2 separate regions of the Mus musculus genome follow, and region 1 is linked to region 2. A link is a contact called in public HiChIP or PLAC-seq data. All regions are on one chromosome and are shown on one strand. The core of a region is the stretch at or near the end of the contact, and the rest is flanking DNA. Distances in the headings are between cores, read along the strand shown. Region 1 has its middle 36 kb from the start of Gm32210. Region 2 has its middle 24 kb from the start of Gm32137.

Region 1 (7,091 bases), core at 3,263-5,762, 210 kb before region 2:
CTCTTGAAGGTTAGGTGCATCATCTCTGAATGAACACAGACCTGGAATTCTCTACTGTATGTGTGTTGGGGACCTCATGTCAGCTGGTGTATGCTGTCTCTTTGGTGGTTCAGTGTTTGAGAGATCTCAGGAGTCCGGATTAGTTGAGAGTGCTGGTCCTCTTAGAGGGTGGCCCTTCTCCTCATCTTCTTTCAGCCTTCCCTAATTCAACAACAGGGCTAAGTTGCTTCTGTCTATTGGTTGGGGGCAAACATCTGCATCTGACTCTTTCGGCTGCTTATTGGGTCTTTTGGAGGGCGGTCATGATAGATCCCTTTTAGTGAGCATTCCATAGCCTCAGTAATAGTGTCAGGCCTTGTGGCCTCCCTTCTCTCTTTTCTATTTTCATCTTTCTGGTTTGCACAGATTCTTGCACGTGTCAGTGAGGCACACTGTGAGGTTTTTCACTTGGGTGTTTACTGAGTTGTGATCAAATTAGGGTAATTAGCATATGGATCACCTAACATTTGTATATGTGTGTGTGTGTGTGGGGGGGTGATTTCTTGTGGTGAATACTTCCAAATATTCTAACTAGTTTGAGGGATATAATGATAGCTGTTCTTTTAACTAATTATAAAAGCACCAAATCACTCTGCTGACTATAGGTGTGATGTATTGATCACTAGAACTGGACACTATGATGCTTACCTCTCTCTCTCTCTCTCTCTCTCTCTCTCTCTCTCTCTCTCTCTCTCTCTCTCCCTCTCCCTCCCTCTCCCTCTCCCTCTCCCTCTCCCTCTCCCTCTCCCCCTCCCTCTCCCTCTATCCCTCCCTCTCCCTCTATCCCTCCCCCTCTCCTATCTTCTCATCTGTCTCTGAGTGGTAGACTCCCTCACAGGTCTTTATGATGATTCTTATCATTCTCTGAGTCTTAGTCTTTCTTTTGGACACACTCAATCTTTAAGCTCTATTGCAACTTCCATGCCACAATCCTGAAATGAAACACTTCTCTGATGACTTCTGCTTCCTTGTAGGGAAGAACAATACTCAGACATGAAAATATGTTTCCTGCTCCCCACTTAAAAAACATCACTAGGATAAAAATGTGTATGTGAAACCATGAGCTCATACAGAACCTTCCATTTGAATCGAGTCCCACATGGCTTATTCTAGTCTTCCTCGTTTGTAATTACAATGTCTTTTTCTGACTGAGAAACCTGAGCCACTATCCACAATGTAGTCAAAAATCACATTTTATATGAATTGTCTCAAAAACTTCAGTGAATAGAGATGAGTAGATTTCGTTGGCTGGTTAGATCTACTCCTGGCAGAGAAGGTGAAGAAAAATGTCAAAGATATTTACAAGAAAGTATACATTCTCCTACAGCTTTAGACGCAAAGGCAAACATAGGGTGTAGACATGTTTCCAGAGTGGTTCAAGGCTCGAGTCATCTCGCATCTGTCCTTGGCTGGAGCTTTATTTTCTCAGACTCAGTTTGGGCTTCATATTCCAGCTACAAGCCTTTCCCCTGTAAAGGGATGCAAGGAGGCTTGCCACCAGCCACTAATGTAGAAAGCAGCTGTTTCTAGGGAGAAGACAAACCACCCTCCTAACTCCCGCATTGCCTCTCCATCCCACAAGGACAACAAGCACCCAGTTTATGCACGAAGGAGAAAAAAGACCTCCTGGTTGTTGCTTGGGAAGCCTATTGGAGAGGAAAAAAGTCTCTATAAGGATTTTGTGGCTGAATTTTTCCTTTAAGTGATGGCTTGAATAAATGATGATTTAAAATTAACGATCAAAATTGTGAGTTGCATGGGTAAATTTATTCAGAGTTCTCTAGAGAAACAGAATGAACATGAATTAAGGAGAGATTAATTAGATTGCTTTACATAATACAGCCTGAGTCTGGAAAGTCTAACAATAGCTATCTTCATAAAAAGAGACAGAACCTGGTAACTTCTCAGTCTATAAGGTTGGGTGCCTTAGCAGTCCCCTTCTGGTGTTGAAGGCCTGGTGATTCCTGGGGAGTCACAGGTCTCCAGCCCATGTTGGAAGTCCGAGGAAGATAGGTCTGGTGTCGGAGAATGGCAGCAGCAGAAACACCAGGACACGTGGACTTGCCAGTGAGATGAGAAGGCAGGGAGGTAAAGCAAAGCTTTTCTCTTAAACCCCCTTTGATCTCGGCTGCCACTGGAAGGTGCCATCAAAACAGTGGGTTTTCTCATTTCAAATAACCTGATCAGAAAACCTGCCAAAGGTGTTTCTAGGAGTTTGCTTTTTAGCTGATTCTAGACCCAGTCCACTTGACAACCAAGAGCAAACTATTACACCGAGTTAGTGAACCTGTGGAGTGAATGAGCTGAGCATCCTCTCTCTGGGAAATTTTCTCTAAGAAGACTACTTTCCATGATTAACAGTGTAGCTATTACATATTCCATAAGTGTCGGACACTGCTGAGAACTTGGACTTGGGATATGGACCTCTAAAGACTAAGAGTTACTACTGCAGTGACCATGAACAGAAGGACTTCTTTCTCCTTGATGGGTAGGGTGCACACTGTGAATGAACACACTACCTTTAAAGCAAGTCCCCGGTACACTATGGCTGAGGTGATGTCCAATAACTTTTGCTAGTCTCACCTGTCCCCTAAGAGTAAGATCTCAGAAGAAGGAAGCAGGGTTAAGAGAAGGTGAGGGCAGGGACTTTTAGCAAACACCATAAGCAACTCCATAGCTTTATTGATGACAAAGCCTGAGAGACCCTAGGCCCAGGGAAGGACACTTCATTCTGTTAGGCTCTGTCAGGTTTCTGAATATTCTCCATGCGAAGACAATGACAGACTTTTCAAAGATTATGTCACAACTAGGTAATGTCTTATTTCAGCAAATAGAAAGGTAGGTTTACTGTCTATTGAAAAAAATAACACGAGTTGCTCAGCTCACGATGCCTCGTCCATAACCCAGCACTGTGTGGGAAGCCATACTAGCTGTCTGTGTGTCACTCTTGGTGAACTGAGACAGGAGATGCTGGCATTGCAGCTCCAGATACTGGAGTGCACATGCATGTGTGCATATGTGCATGTGTGTATGTCTATGTGTGTGGGAGTGTGCATGTGTGTTAAATTCCTTTGTCAATGAACCAGAGAGAAGTCTCATATCCTTTATTGGAGTCTATGAAACTGTGGGAATGTAGCTTGTGAGTTTGAAAGTAGTCTACTGTCTCTGACTTCCTACTGCTTTCTAATTGAAGATCAGAGTCAACAGTGCCTACTAGAAATTGCCTCTCAGATTCACTTTCCCCATAACTGTCCTTTATCCATTGCTCCTCCACTTTTGCATGCCCTTGTTGGCCAACAGTCTATAGATAGAGAAAATGGATTTGTCAATGTTTTCACACCAGCGGCTACCAACTGTTCCCAGAGAACTGTAACTGACTTCATTTGGCCCACAGTCTTCTGAATCTATCTGTATTTACAGGTAAACCTATGTTCAAATTATAAAGAGTATATTTCAATAAGTCATGTACATAATCATAAAATCTTCATAAATATGTTTTCTTTCAAACAACTTATTAAACTTATTGGTGACAATTAATTAATTCTATACTTAGATTCATGAATGTCTCCACATGCCTTCAATTTTCTTTCCCTTCTCTATTCTTCCATACCCACTATAGCACAGATCTAGAACAAAGACAATTGAAGCATCCCTAAATTGGAAGGCAGGAAGATAATAAAAATATCTAAAGTTTAAAGGAAAGTACATTTGGTGGAATGGTCATTAGAAAATTCTAATGTTCAGCAAGTCAGTTTTAGACGCAAGGCTCAACAGTCTCTTTTCTCACCCCTGCCCTGGCCTTGTTGATGTTGAAGTGTCTTTCTCCCATTTCTGCTCCTGTCTGTCTCTCTGATGAGTTCTTGGGGAAGAGACACCACTTCATGTGCTTCTGTATGGCTCATTGTACAGATTGGCTGCTTATAGCATCTAACTGTCCCCAAAGGAGAAGCTAGCTGAGTTCTTCTAGGAAGAAATGCAATATCTTACAACGTAATAGTATAAGATGGAAACCTTCCCAATTCTGATGCAGTATTCCTAAAAGCTCAATTCCCTCTACTAGGAAAAAATCTCATATAAATTTCAACTATTTGATTTGATCTTCTTGTTTACTAATTTCTGAAACTACTAAAAATACATCTCATTTAAACCAATCAAAATAAAGGTTCCTGTAAATATCACAGTGCTATTTAGGTCTTATGGAAATGGAGCTCCAGTCTTCGTTGACCCATTTTCCTGTGCTTAAGAACATCTTCCAATCATGCGCTCCTCTAGCTTAGTTGTTTATTAGTGATTTTAATGCCTTTGTTTAATTTTAATAATAATTTCTAAGGGATGATTCCTCATCCAAGTCCCAAGTTCTCATACTGATGTCTGCTCTTTTTATCTTTTCTGAGAGGGAAAAGAGACCAAGAGCTGACACACCAAAGCCTGGCAACCACAAAAGGGCTGGTCTGGCTACTGCAAGCCAGTGAGTCACTGTGAAGAGATCCCTGGGGCCCAAACTTACTGGCCAGCTAGCTCAGGCAAAGAACCTCAGTCTAGCTAGCTAGTGGGAACAACTAACCAGGCTGCAGTAGATTGATTTCAGTGGTTTCCTTATTTTCTCCTAGAGCTACCCTTTGACAGGATGCTAATATTTTATAAGCCTAAAGTCTATGATTTTTATTAGATGGATACCATTTTTCCCAGCATGGATTAAGACAAGTCTACAGGAAATTCGGAGCGCTCTCAACTGATTGTGTAAGCCTTGTTGTGCTTGGTTTATGATCCAGGCCGGCAAGATTAATAAGTGTCAGTTAAATCTGTCTCCTCCTTAATTTATCTTGTTTATCACCCCCATGAGCATATACTCTTTTCTAGGTTCACTGGTCAGGTATTTTTGTCCTTGTTGTTATTGACAAGCTTGAGTCGTCTGAGACAGGAAACCCAACAAAGAAAATGTCCTCATCAGATCGGCCTGAGGGGCATTCTCTGAATTGTTGATTAATGAGGAGGTGCCCATCTCACTGTGGACAATGCCATCCCCCCTAGGTGGTGGTCCTGGGTGTATAAGAAAGCAACCTGAGCAAGCTGGGAGGAGCAAGTCAGCCAGTGGCATTTTTCCATAGCTTTGGCTTCCGTTTCCTGCCTCCAGGTTCCCTCCTGTCCCAACTTCCTGCCCTGGCTATCTTTCACGATAAACTAAAAAGTGTGAGATGAAATAAACCTGTTCTTCACCAAGCTGCTTTTAGTCATGATGCTTACCTCAACAACAGGTAGCCAACTCTAAGACTTTAGGTATGGGTCCTAGTTCCTGTTTCTAGAAACAGTCTGATTATCTCGTCATTGCTTTATATAGATAGTATTCTTTGAGTAAAATAACAGTTGAAGCTGTGAGAAAGCTTTAGGCTCTAGGAAGGAATAAAAAAAATCAGTTTATTCCTCTAAAAGTTAAAAAAAAAATCTCCCTTTTTTTCCTGATTGGATTTTGACTCCATGACTCCATGAGCAAGAGTTATTGAAGTATGGTGGGTGAAACAGCCCCTTTGTTTCTAGGTAGGCAAAGATTTTTGAGCTTCTGTAGGAAGAGGAGCGAACTCTTAAATCCCAGTAGGTGTCTGAGCAGGTGTCTCTCCACAGCAACCCCTGAAGGAACTCAGCTTTTCTTGTTCCTTTCTGCATATAGAGACACTCTGCTTCTCTAACATCTTTGGTCAGCTTGGTAGCAATAGAGTTGCCCAAAGTCCGATTACACTTCGAGGCCAATTCAGCCTCCTCTGGTGGACATTTCAGAGCCACTGACCTTGTTTTCTTACTGAAAGTGAAGTCTAAAACTCTGAGTCAAACCAATTCCTGGGAGTGTTTTTCTGAAGCAGCCTCTTGGAGCATCTCTTACACCTGCACAGCATTGCCTTACCCAGTGCTAAGAATAGGAAGCCAAGCTCCACATGAACACTGGGCAGAGAAAGAAGGCAGGGGAAACAGAAAGGCCCTGGTGCTATGTCTTAATGCCAGGGCACACAGGGTGCCCTGAGGCATCCAAGGAAGGTGTGACACTGTTTACCAGGGAGAATGGCTGCTGCTGCTGCTGCCTGGCTCCCTACGCCCTGTCTGGCCTGTGAAATTTGATCTAAGTCACAGGAGGCAAAAACATATTAGTCTGACCACAACTCACATTCCGTAGGAGGAAACAGGATTAGAACATTGCTATTCTTGCCCAATGCTGCTAAATTTAAGTCAGTTTAACTGTCCACTGCAGTCTTTTCTCCAAAAACCAAAGGCAAGCATCATTTGGTTCGAACCTAGAGGTGAGACACTCTGAAGGACTGGTTTCAGCTTTGAAGTGGGTGAAAGATGAGAGGGTACACACAGCCCTGATTTCACAGCCAGAGAGGCCAGGCCAGTAAACACCTTCACAAACGACTCCGTTTATCCATTCCTTACAATCAGCTAAGGGAACTGCGTTATATATAACATAAAGATGAATGGAGCACAATTGCATCCCATGAGAGCCAGGCACACCATAAACAAGAGTGACAATTCTCCATCAGATGGTATGTAGCACACTAGGAAACCTTCTCTTTCCTTCGTTTCTGGACCTTTCCTCTGCTACTTCTACCTCCAGTCTAGCTTTGTTTTCTGTTAACATAGGGATCCCCAGTATGTGAAAGGGAGCTTGTCTGACAACCTTCCACATTCAGGAGGCTCACCAGGTGAGACTTGGAAGCTCCTCCCAGGAAATGTGACAACTCTACAAGTGCTCTCTTCTGATTTAGCTCTGTATATCCATATATCCATCCTTACACTACTCACTTTTACTATTTTGAATCAACTTTATGTTTAATTTCATTAAGATGCCACATTTGAACTCTTTTCTTTCTTCTATCATGTGGAGATTTTAAATGAATTATATAAGCAATCACATGGCTAAGGACTTATTTCTATTGATCTGACAAGGTCTCTGGTTGATACTTGGATGAAACATGGCTAGGACTGGTAGCTTTTAAAGATTATGCTTATAAATATATGTTATTTCTGATGGTCTACTAGTCTGAGGAAACCAAGTTCTTCTG
Region 2 (7,263 bases), core at 4,272-6,771:
GACATGGAAAAACAAGATGCCATGCAATGCTGAGGACAGCGTGGATCTCTGGTGTCACTGGAGGGCAATGTCAGTCTCTGAAGTAGTTAAAAATGGGCAGATGCTGCCACCAAATCCTTTACGTCAAGTGATTACTCTAGGAACTTTCACTGCTTCCTATGAGCAGACTTCCACACAGCTGGCTGTTGTTACTTATGATATCAGGTTAGGAGAAATTGCCTCAGTACCATTGGTAAAGATGGATAAGTCTGATATACTCACATGGTGGACATGAATTGCTGATTATATAGGTAATGAAGGAGACCAATATCAAAAAATAGGAAATGCAGCAAAAGTAAAAAGTTCACAGGATACTATTTATATGCATTTTAAAAAAATAATAAACCCTGATGGAGGTGGGCTCTATAAGTTCCCTCTCCCTACTCTAGGGCATTTCATCTAAGGTCCCTCCCTTTGATTCCTGAGAGTCTCTTACCTTCCAGGTCTCTGATGCATTTGGGGGGGGGCAACCTCCTATTTCCTGAGGTTACCTGTTTCCATTCTTTCTGCTGGCCCTCAGGGCTTCAGTTCTTTCCCTCACCTAATATTAGATCAGGTTCCCAAGAGAGGAATGGGGTTGCCATCCCACAGTCACATCTCTGACCCATAATTGTTCCTGTCTGAAAGAATTACAGGGGTGGAAATGGAGAGGAGCCTGAGGAAAAGAAGGTCCAGAGATAGACCCAAAGTGGGATCCTGCTCAAGGAGAGATCCCAAGGTCTGACACTATTGCTGAGGTTATGAAGGGCTCACAAAAAGGGACCTAGTATGACTGCCCTCCAAAAGACTCAACAAGGAGCTGAAAGTCAGTTGCAGATATTTGCACTCAACCAATGGAAAGAAGCAGCTGACCTGTTGTTGAATTAGGGGATGCAGAAAGAAGCTGAGGGTGATCCTGTAGGAGGACCAGCAGTCTCAATCTGGACCCTCAAGATCTCTCAAACAGCAGACCACTAAACAGGCAGCCTGCACCAGCTGATTTGAGGCCTCCAACACACATACAATAGAGGTCTTCCAGGTTTGTGTTCATTCAGAGATGATGCACCTAACCCACAAGAGACTGGAGGCTCCAGGGAGTTTAGAGATCAGGTAGGGTGGGCGGTGGAGGCATCCACTTGGAGACAGAGGGGAGGGAAGGAGGTGTGGGGTGTGGAGCAATCAGAGGTGGATGAGGGGCAGGGAATGGAATATGGTGTGTAAAAAAAATAATTAATTAAAATAAATAAAATAAAAAATAGCACATGATGAGAATATGTGTATTGAAAGGCAAGAAAATTTAAACAGGATAAATACTACTTTGAACTTCGTTACTATGACTAGAAAATAAAGAAAGGGGAGTAATTTTATTTATGATGTATCCGTTTCTTAAGAAAAGATGTGATGCAAATATTAAAAAGTCAGTTTCTAAATAGTTTTAATAAAATAAAAACAAAAAACTGGAAGCTGCTGGGCAGTGGTGGTACACGCCTTTAATCCCAGCACTCAGGAGGCAGAGTCAAGTGGATTTCTGAGTTCGAGGCCTGCCTGGTCTACAGAGTGAGTTCCAGGACAGCCAGGGCTACACAGAGAAACCCTGTCTCGAGAAAAAAAAAATGGAACCTAGCTTCTGTTTATAATGCACACACACACACACACACACAGACACACACACACACACACGCACACAAACACACACACACAAGAAAAGGAAGGAAGGAGGAAGGAAGGAGGAAGGAAGGAAGGAAGGAAGGAAGGAAGGAAGGAAGGAAGGAAGGAAGGAAGGAAGGAAGGAAGGAAAGAAAGAAGGGAAATGTTTGAAAACCTAAAATGAAGAAAAAGAGGAGGAGGTAAAGAATTGGGAAGGGGAAAGAGGAAGAGGAGAAAGGAGAGGAATCGAGCATTTATGTAGGTCCTTTACATTTACAAGTTCAGTGTGTGCAGAGTCCTAGGGCATAAATGTTGTCTATAAGAAATAGACCAGTCTCTTTTCCTGCTGAGCCATAGAAAGCCCACCCAAAGCTAATTACATTAGAGCTGACTTGCCCATAGTTGGAGCCCTTAAATAAGATGCTGGACATCATGCTGAACTTTTGGAAAGCCTACTGTATCCTACTGTATTTGATGTAGTTGATGACCAGGGTCATCCAAGCACCTCTTAGAAGAATTCGTAATTAAAGGACACTGAGCGGGTCAATTGCGTCATCAGAATTTTTCACTGCCTAGTGTCCTGGATGGGAATGGGCCTGGCACAGCCCTGACCGACCAATACTGTCAATACTGTCCAGGCGCTGGAGGCAACGCCCATGATATAGTATCTGAAGAACTCACTTTTTTTGAGATGAGTAGTGGCTTTATTATCAGAAATTCCACTATATTTGTAGCTCATTATGGTAAATTTTATCAACCAAAATATGACCTTGTTTACCAAGTAAAACCTAGCCCTTTCTTCGACTTCTGACAATCATTATACTTTGATCCTTGACTGTTATAAAAGGGGAGCTGGACCCCAGCGGCATCATTTGTCTGCCAGCTTGGTCTTATCCCACCTTGGTCCACAGCTACCTCCCACCCCTTCCTGCACAGCTTTTGCTCACCTCTTGCTCCATGATGACTGTACACTTTAGAGGGGAGGGAACTCTCTTACTCATCATGTTTCTTCACTACTTGATAAATCAAATACATCTGTGGCAGCCATCACTGAAGCAAATCCAAAGCGCCACAATGGCGGGATCCATGGTGACAAATGAGTTGATCCCACTGAAGGGTAGGAGAGCTTCTAGCCCTCAAGAACATCTCCATGGACCAACGTGTGTACTGTGTTGCAGATAACACAGATAACACAAAACTTATTTATCTAATTACCCCCTCCAAAAATAAAGACCATGGGTCTTACAGGATATAGGCTCGGCATCAATTGGGAAAGGGTAACTCAGTCTCCATTCAGAATATTAACCTCTGTACTACATTTCACATTTAAAAAAAAAGAAAGTAGAAAATTCTGACTAGTCCCAGAAAGTCATTACCTCTGAACTTCAAAGAGAATTAAGAAAATGGTAATTGGTCTCAGCATCCAGGAGTTGACACTAACAAATAGTAAAAAAAAAAAAAAAAAAAAAAAAAAAAAGTCAGGTTTTTATTTCATACATTTTAATTAAAATATAATTACATCATTTGCCCTCTGTTTTCAGTGAATATCCCTCATAAGTCTTGGACATTTGAATACTTATCCTCTGTTGGTGGCTGTTTTTGAGAGATTAGGATATGTGGCCTTGTTGGAGGATGTGTGTCACCTGGGTCAATTTGAGGTTTCAGAAGGCCCCCAGAGTCCGCAGAGAGATCCCTGTGCATCCTGCCTGCAGGTTTGAGGTGTAAGCTCTCAGTGGTTCCTGCCTTCATGCCTTGATTTCACCATCATGGAATCTATCTAGCCCTCTGGAACTGTAAGCCACAATAAACCCTTCCTTTCATAAGTTGACTTCGTTATGCTATTTTAATACAGCAATAGAAAACTGGTGTGTGTGTGTGGAGGGGTGTTCACAAATATGTAAATACAAGATGCTAAGTTTATTTTTGTTGCTTGAGAATGGTTTCAGGGTTGAATACTGTGTGTTGGATAACCAATTATGGGTCTTGCCCATTAGAGAGGCTAATTCTCCCTCTCTGCAGATAAATTGATGGAAAAAGTATGTTGAATAAGGTTACCCAGACTCAGAAAGACAAACACCACATGTTGTTCTCTTCTGTGATTCCTAGCTCCAGATCTTCAGGTGTGAGTATATAACGTGCAATAATTGCAGAAACCAAGAAACTATGAGTGAGTAGGTGACATGGGGAAGGGAATAGCAGAATACATGTGATACGAAGAAGGAAAGGGAAAATGGAGAGGTGGTTTAATAGGAGAGAGGGGAGGAAAGACAATACAGAGGAAGGAAGGAGAGACACATTGACGCCAAGGTTGCTTGATAAAGCCTGGGGGATGATATTATTTTACAATTATCTAAAATTATATATAACACACACACACACACACACACACACACATATATATATATATATATATATATATATATATATAATGCATACATAAATTGTTGCTAGGGGTGGTTCAAGTGACTTCCAAGACAATATAGGCCATTAGTTTTGCCCTTGGTTGCCTCTCAGAGATGAAGGTAAATCCTTATCTCTGAAGACACTGTACATGTAGGACATGGATGATTTAAGCTGGAGCTAACCTGAAATCCTTCTTTCTGAAGTCTAGCTTCCATAGTACTAGAATGAACGTATTATGCAAGTTGCCAAGGGAATGAAGCAATGAAAAGTCCTCTCTGGCTGTGACACCTATGAACCATAGTGCTGAGCTGCAGAGCAAGATATCAATAAAGGAGCAATAATAGCACTTACGTTGGCAGCCCGCAGCTGTCTAAGTGAATTTAAAGCCCACTCAACAGGAGAGATGTCAGGCTTGGTACCTGAAACTGAGCCAACTACTGGGTTTAGTGAAGCCATGAATCTTAGGAAAAATCTCCTATAATCATTTTACTATTAGCCTAATTCCTTACTACGTCTTGGATCATCTCCTTATTCCCACAAATAAGTGCAACTCTTATCCCTTCATTTTTGTCTTTACAGCAAATAGAGATCATTACAGAAAACCAACTGGCCACACTGTAGTGATCAATGGGTGGTGTGGAGTCCAGCCCCAAAAGGTATATCTTCAGCACGACTCCTGCATTGAAGGTTCAGAGAACATCAGGAAAAGAGTTGGGCAGAAAGACTGCAAGACCCAGGAAGCTAGAAAGTCTACCTTAACAATGTGTGTCCTAGAAACAGCTGCCTAAACAAGACCAGGACAATAACAATATCAACAGGCATGCTAACATGGAGTCTCACCCCCTAGACAAAGAACTGAAAGATGGTTTTGAAAATGAGCCAGAGATAATAAGAGGTGCAGACTCATCCCTACTTGATTGACATTTGAGCTCTTGGCCATACCCTAGATTTGACAGTTGGTAGTTTTGTACATAATAGAAAACTCAAGGCTCCGGAATTTCCATGTGTTTCCTGTGACTGATTTTCACACAGATGCCTTTGTCGAGCACAGAGGCTAAGATCCCTGAAGCTAGTTAGGGATCTCTGCAGCCAGGTCATTGAGGAAATGCCAGGTTACCCACAAGCATTTCAGGAGTCCTGGAAATTCTCTAATGAACAAACCCACACCCACAGAGCACTATTTTAATAGGGCCAGATTGCCCCATAAGGTATGTAGAACTTAGTTCCATTGGGTCCTCATGTTTGCTGGCTAGCCACTGGAGGAAACAGTTTGTGGACACTTCTTGGTATTCAACCACTATGTCCAAGGAAGACCTGTGCTTGCCCAGTGCTTTCCCCATCCTCTAGGACCCCCAGAAACTTGTTAGCTGCATCCAAGCCCACATTAGGGCAGCAAAGTGAACAAGAATCACTCAGATCCTCTAACCACAAGTTGTGAAGTCCCCACTCTGAGCCAAAGTGCATAGCTGGGCTGAGTTGTGGGCAGGGGAGGGGAGTAGAGGACAGGCTTCCTCCGCTGTTGGTTTTACCTCTAACCACAAGGAAATTTTCCACCATCTTTATTATTTCTGGCATGAAGCCATACCATAGGAAAGGGGAATTTTGGTTAAGAAAAGAGATATGGATTCTGGTGAGTGAGTAAGGGACACGGAGTGAAGAAAGGGGTGAGCCAGAAAACAAGAAGAGAGAACCAAAACCAGGCAGAGGAATGTGGTAAGTGATCAGAGGCAGGGTGCAATAACTGGGTAAGTATCTGAATAGCCAGGTTATATGATGGAGTTAGGTTTCTAGATTCAATTATTAAATCAGGTTAAGTCAGTACATACTGACTTATCTATACTATGATATTCCTACATCAGTTTTATGTCTGGTTCTATGTCAATCAAAATAACTCTAATATCCATGAGCAGCTTATCTGGGGACCTCACAGTCTGGCTCATTATTAAATAAAATGTGAAGGCTTTTTCCAAGTAAGTCCATGATGTAATTCTCTTCTCTACACCTCTCCCTCAAAACCCAAATAACACACTTACAGAAGTACATTGGCTTAAAAGGCACCCAGACCAACTGTGGATTATACTCATGCCTTATTAAATGATGTAACTTCTCAGCTTTCTCTTCCATTCCAGAAGTCAAGCAGAATGAAGATTGATTGGTTAAAGAGGTAAGTTGGGATTCTGTCAGATTTTATTCTTCTAGAGTTACTGGCACTTGGTACTGAGATGATGGAACAGTTGGAAGCCATTCATGAACACTTCCAGAGTGATTGAGAGTTGCTGTTGTGACTTGAGACCTGTATCATCCAGAGTTTACCTTCGAAGATGTTCTCAGCACAACTATTGCTGTTGGCTAGACTTGGAAGATCCAGTAGGACACTTTCCTCCAAACCATTATAGACACAGGCATAGCAGAAGTAATGTCATCCAAGGACCACAAGCAGTCTAGCTCAGAGCAAATATAATCTACAATCTGAGATGCTCTGTGTCTTAGCAAAGAAAAATAGGAGCAAAGATGGAGAAAGACATAGGTATCCAAGGAGAGGAGAGTCAGTAGAGCAAGTACCTCCAGAAGGAGGATGGGAATGCAGGACACACATGCAATCACAGGAAAAAGAGAATAACATGTAGGCAGAGATGATGAAGGTATGAGGAATCAGGAAACTCCCCTTCCTGCCTTTGATGAATTTTGCAATCCTGAGCCAACTGATCCTGAGAAGTTGCATGCATTTTGTTCCCAGCATCCATGTGAATGGCTCACAACCACCTGTCACTCCGGCTCCAGGGTATTTGATTCTGACTTTTGTGAGCACTGACATGCATGCGTGTGCGCTCACACACATGCACACACACACACAAATAAAAATAAAATAGTATTAAAAGTTAACATTTAATTCCACTTCCACGTGGTAGAGCTACAATCAAGCTTGAAGAATTCTGATCATTTATATCAGCAAAAGGCACCAGTGTTGGCTCAGTGCGCCAGGGGAATGTTTTAAGCATAATTGGAATCTGTCACCTTTTAACTTGGGTCAGTGGACATATTCGCCTCATTGACAGTCTGTTTAATCATTTATTCTGTTTGTTTGGATGTCAGAGTGTTCTCTGGTGGAGGCTAGCTCAAAATTGAAAATGAGATAGAAAATGGTTTAGAAACCACAAAAAGTTTTACTTGAAACTCACAAGCCATGAATCAGTG

Evidence for each region. HiChIP or PLAC-seq counts read pairs in DNA pulled down with a chosen protein or histone mark.
Region 1: a contact with region 2 is called in a FOXA1 HiChIP or PLAC-seq map of pancreatic cancer cells. The contact joins two enhancer-like sites. A contact is called at or near these places in 2 of 484 Hi-C or Micro-C datasets (embryonic fibroblasts and tail fibroblasts) and 1 of 115 datasets of contacts at active chromatin or transcription factors (pancreatic cancer cells).

Annotation. Positions count from the first base shown.
Region 1 is chr2:117,665,777-117,672,867 of GRCm38.p6, reverse strand. No RefSeq gene overlaps it. Among named protein-coding and RNA genes, the nearest start is that of Gm32210, 36 kb to the left of the region's middle. Within about 2 kb of position 4,512, at least 38 of the 459 cell types and tissues checked have an H3K27ac peak or open chromatin away from gene starts, as enhancers often do. A contact at or near this core is called in embryonic fibroblasts and pancreatic cancer cells, where this site is marked.
Region 2 is chr2:117,460,034-117,467,296 of GRCm38.p6, reverse strand. No RefSeq gene overlaps it. Among named protein-coding and RNA genes, the nearest start is that of Gm32137, 24 kb to the right of the region's middle. Within about 2 kb of position 5,521, at least 22 of the 459 cell types and tissues checked have an H3K27ac peak or open chromatin away from gene starts, as enhancers often do. A contact at or near this core is called in embryonic fibroblasts and pancreatic cancer cells, where this site is marked.